Regions from separate parts of the Zea mays genome. Here region 1 is linked to region 2. The links are chromatin contacts, called in public Hi-C maps. All regions are on one chromosome and are shown on one strand. The core of a region is the stretch at or near the end of the contact, and the rest is flanking DNA. Distances in the headings are between cores, read along the strand shown.

Region 1 (2,700 bases), core at 93-2,592, 290 kb before region 2:
ACTAACCAATTACGTACTCGCTCGACGTGAGTCAAAAGACTTAGGGGTTGTTTGGTTTGCGGCCTAAAGCGCCATACCGTGCTTAACTTTCCTGCCTAAGCTTAGTTCTTCAATTCAAGCGCCTAAGGTTAGGCAGATTGTGACGCCTTAGGTAGAAAACCAAACAGACTCTTAACGCATCGCAGATCTTTAGAGCGATGTAAATGAGCAGCATAGCCTTGGGATGCATTTTAATTATTTCTGTTAATTATTTACTATAGAAAATAAAGCAGAAAATAATATAGAATTAATGTAGGTGCAAAAGGCATTAATGCGCTGCGTCTAATCCAGCAAATAACCATCCATTATTGGCGCGCTGTACTAGTATACATTGGCACTGTCTGAGGCATATTTTTCAACTGACCACTCAATTTTTTTGATGCAACGGTGAGCAGGGACGTGGGTAGGCAGGAGACCCCACACACTCCACGCATGAAGCCGCCAGGGCCAAGCGCACTCGAGTGGTCCAGACCTGCAGGGTCGTGGGCCCTCCGCCTTTGACCCATGAGGACGGCGAGACCGCGTCCGTTCCGGGCTTCCAGCAATTTCCTTCTCTTCCCATCAGATACTAGTTTGAGTTTGAGAGTCAGAAAATAGGAAAAAATTAGAAAAATTAAAATCTTTTTCTTGTTTATATTTAAATAAAAGAGTATTTCAGTCACTTTAATACTCTCTGTTTTTTTTCTCCCAAACTAGCTCTGAGTGAGGGTGGCCGGTTTGACGAGGGCGGCAAACCGGGATTTATAATTTTACCAGCATCAACAGTGAAGGCTCTGTTTGGGAACAAAATTTTTGAAAACCATATTTTTTAAAATACTACAGTATATTTTAGTCATGACAATACCGCAGTACCACAATTTTGAAAACTGAGGTTCAGAACTAAGTTTAGAATACCTTAAAACAACTATAGTATTTGCAATACTTCAATTTTGAAAACAGAGATTTTAGTCAGCTTGCCAAACACCATTCTGTATATAATACTGCAGTATTTGAGAATACTGCAGTATTCTTTCAAAATTGTGAAAAAACTTCATTCCCAAACACCCATGAAGTCTTTGAGGGCGATGCAGCAACGCAGACATTGGTATCTTTCGGCGGCTTGACATTGAAAACTTCAAAGTCATTAAGGTGGACTACTGGACTGGGTGGCATCGTGAATGGGATGTCTCCATCTCTAGTCCCAAACAGCCCTTAATTATTTCGGCGGCTTGACATTGAAAACTTCAAAGTCATTACGGTGGACTGGGTGGCATCGTCAATGGGATGTGTCCATCTCTAGTACTACTATATAGAACTATCTTCTTTTGCTTTCCTTCTGGAGTGCAAAGACAATGATGCATGGCTCGTGCTAGTTATCTCCTTCCCCTCTTCCTGATACTGATACACCACCTCCGCTCATCACTAGCTTCATCCACTTGGTATGGTAACCTCACAGCTCCTTGGTGCCATCCAGACCATGCTGCAGCACTCCTCCAGCTCAAGCGATCCTTTCTCTTCGACTACTCCACCACCACCCTTGCTTCATGGGAAGCAGGCACGGACTGCTGCCTCTGGGAGGGTGTTGGATGCGACAGTGTCTCCGGCCATGTCACTGTTCTTGACCTCGGTGGCCGTGGCTTGTACAGCTACAGTCTTGACGGCGCGCTCTTCAACCTCACCTCACTCCAGCGACTCGACCTGAGCAAGAATGACTTCGGTGGATCCCCTATTCCGGCGGCTGGCTTTGAGAGGCTTTCGGTACTCACACACCTCAACCTTTCTTACGCAGGTTTCTATGGACACATTCCGGTTGTAATAGGCAAACTCCCGAGTCTCATATCGCTGGATATTTCTTCAATCCATAACATTGATGGTGCTGAAATAGACACATTGTATAATCTTTTTGACAGCTATAACCTTTTGGTCCTACAAGAACCAAGTTTCGAGACACTATTGTCAAACCTCACAAATCTGAGAGAGCTCTACCTTGATGGCGTGGACATAAGTAGTAGTGGCAGAGAAGATTGGGGCAGAACTCTTGGAAAATACGTTCCTCATCTTCAGGTTCTTAGCATGGAGGAATGCAGGCTTGTTGGTCCTATCCATCGACATTTTCTACGTCTCCGCTCTATCGAAGTGATTAATCTAAAAATGAATGGAATTTCCGGCGTGGTTCCAGAATTCTTTGCAGATTTTCTCAATTTAAGAGTTCTTCAACTCAGCTTTAATAACTTGAGAGGCACCTTTCCACCGAAAATCTTTCAACTGAAGAATCTGGCAGTATTGGATGTGTCAAATAACGATCAACTCTCGGGGCTTATTCCAAAATTTCTCCATGGGAGCTCGCTGGAAACTTTGAATCTACAGGATACACATTTCTCTGGTGTCACTCTGAGCTACTTGGGCAATCTCACATCTTTGACAGACCTGGGAATAGATGGAAGATCAATTTCTATGGAACCTCCCTATTTTTTCGTAGACAAGATGGACCATGTTAGTACCTTGCGACTCTCTTCGGTAAATTTTTCAAGGGAGGCTAGGTCAAATTTCTCATGGATTGGTGATCTCCAGAGCTTGAAAACATTGAAAATTTCTGATTGCTACTCTACCAAGACAATGCCCTCCTGGATTGGAAACCTAACCAGTTTGAGAAGCTTGGATATCAGGTATTGTGGTTCCATA
Region 2 (2,700 bases), core at 178-2,677:
TGTCACCGAAAATATCCTTATACCGCTGAAAAAAGTTTATTTTCGACGGTAACCGAAAGTCGAAAATGAATTTTAATGATGGTATGTTAGCAGGGCTCTTTTGACATATCACGCTCATCATCGGAGGCTCCATGTTCGTATGCGAACATACCCTAGGCGTCGTCCGAAGTAAAAGTCGGCTAGACCCTGCATCAAGCTATCTATGGTCTTGTTCTGGTTAAGCGGCATAATCTAACAAACCAAGTGGTAATTAATGTTGTTTTGAACTGTTCCAACAAAAATCATAAAGGTTTATTCGGTTGCATCTGAATTAGAGGGGATTAGGAGAGATTAAATACTCTTCTATTCAATTTTAATTATAAATAAATTTAATCTCATACCATCTTTTTTTTAATCCACCTCGAACCGAACACCACCTAAAAAAACCAAGTGACCAATATATGGTGACATCATATAACAATCCTTCTGCAAACACACATTATCCACAGTACCTTGGCATCATCTATCATCAATAGCAAGCAAAAAAAGGTAAAACAATGCACAAGGTCATCTTAGCCTTCCTACTTCCTATCCTACTCCATATGACACTCTATATTTCAAACTGCAGTGTAAATAATATTTTGCACGTCTATATATATACACGACCTGCTGGAAATAATATGAAGCCTAAAGCATCTTATTTAATCAGGACTCTCTCCCTTCTTTTTTATTTTTCGCGGTTTAGTTCAAAATAAACTAGCGGACGACAAATATTCGAGAACCCAAAATCAGTGGACACCAGCACTTACAAACCCGCAGGCATTCTAGTTTACATCCCAGTAAAAAGTAATCTTCATTATAACCAAAGTACAAACTAACTTCATCACGAAATTAAGTACGAAACAGTTTTTACATGAGAAGCTGCGGAGGAGTTTTTAGTAGAGACAAGAGCTTGTCCCAACATAAACCGGATGTCAGCAGCAACAGAACACCTACATGAGGAAAACAAGAATAGTCAGGAGACCGGGGGAGCACCCGAATATACCTGCAGGCAGCAAGCTGCAGCACCCTGCTTTCACCGTAATTCTATAGAGAACTCACCATACGAACCTTCCTCCTCCAACTCCGGCGGCTGCGCCTGCGTCGGTCCCGCACCGCGGTCGCGAGGACCTCGGGCCGCAGGACCAGCGGCGACCAGAGGCCGCTCTGGCTGTACTCGAAGCCGAACTCGCTGGTGTCCTCGAACTTGCCGAGGAGCTCGTCGGAGAGGTCCCTCGGCACCACCTGCACCAAGCCACAGCTGCTGCCTTCCGAGGACGACGAGTCCGCCGCTTCCTCGGCAGACGGAGACAGGTCGGGCGGCAGGCTCATGAGGTCCAGCAACGACGGTGATGGCGGCATGCTGGCTCCTGTCCTGATCAGGCAGGCAGGCGGACAGTAAGAATGCATGAGGAACAAACAAGGATGGGTGGATGGAGATGGATAGGTAGATAGGTGAGCTGTTGTACTTTCTTGGTAGCGGGGCAAGATGCCTGTGGTGTGGGGGCACTGCGCGGATGGCCGGATGGGACGGACGGAGGGGCTCCTGCTGCCTGCTGCTGGCTTGCTTGTTGTCTTTGGGTAGATCAGGATGGTGAAAGGACCTGCTTTGTTGGTTTCAGTGTCATTCCGTGTTCAGAACGTGCAAATTCAACTTCACCAAAATATCGCTCCTTTCGGTTTCAGCCTCGTGGCGTATTGTTCATGACATGAGTGACCAGCTACCAGTCTATGGAACTTTCTTCCATCCATGTGACGCATGGGCTGTGAGGAATGAAGATCACATCAGTAGACGTTGGCGTGCATGATGGCGATGCCAGAGCAGCAAACCACGGCGCGCACGCACGAGCACGACAGAATAGAAGATACAAAAGGGCACGCCACGGCCACGGCCACGACGAATGGTTGCAGCACGCTATGGTGCACAGCTGATCACAAGGCATTAGATGCTCTTAAGTCGTCCATGTACTTATGCGGTTGCACGTGTTCTGGATCCCTTGATCTGGTTCTGACTTTTTTATTATATATATATATATCCAACAATATGCTTCAGATTGTTTGTAGTTCTGGTAAAAATTAATTTATAGAGGCGTTTCTGCGACCGCGTCTATAAGCAACGGGTACGTTTGTGTCTTATTAGACTGGTTGCGAGCTGCATTGCAAAGTTCGGATGACATCAATCAGCGCATGTTAAAGCCAGCAAAATCCTAGAGTCAAGAACAATGAAACTGTCTGCAGCGGTTTTCCTAAATTTAAACCCCCCATGTCCTACTTTTGCGTCACGTCATCAACAATTTATCCCTACCTTAATTTTTTTTATCTTCCACGGTGGTTCTCTCTAAATACTCTTATATACCTCACTATAACCATAAAATATTATTCCTATTTTTCATCCATTATAAAATTTTTATCTACTAACAATTACACGTGGATACAAAACACAAAACATGAACAGTGCAAGGGGGTCACCACAAAGCTGCCGAGAGAGAAAAATACCCGGTGTTGGAGGTGCTTTAGGGGCAAGCGGTGCAGCTCCTGGTGACCTAGTGGTCTACTGTAGTCGCCAAACTAGTGAGGGGGAGGGGTAGAGGAAGCCGCTGCAGTCGGTCTGGGCTTCTTCACAACTAATGCTTAGTCATTTACTTTTTGTTTTGGACTTTAGTGATATGACCATTTGCATTA

The links. A called contact is a pair of places that touch in the nucleus more often than the background predicts.
Region 1: a contact with region 2 is called in a Hi-C map of tassel, with 5 times the contacts expected there. The contact joins the promoter of LOC103627026 here to the promoter of LOC100275389 in region 2. A contact is called at or near these places in 2 of 25 Hi-C or Micro-C datasets (ear and tassel).

What each region holds. Positions count from the first base shown.
Region 1 is chr5:150,275,746-150,278,445 of Zm-B73-REFERENCE-NAM-5.0, reverse strand. LOC103627026 (receptor-like protein 7) reads left to right here and starts at 1,342. Exons shown (of 2, transcript XM_008647376.3): 1 at 1,342-2,700. The coding sequence starts at 1,378.
Region 2 is chr5:149,984,587-149,987,286 of Zm-B73-REFERENCE-NAM-5.0, reverse strand. LOC100275389 reads right to left here and starts at 1,427. Exons shown (of 2, transcript NM_001149473.2): 1 at 1,090-1,427; 2 at 814-971. The coding sequence starts at 1,380. The coding sequence ends at 954.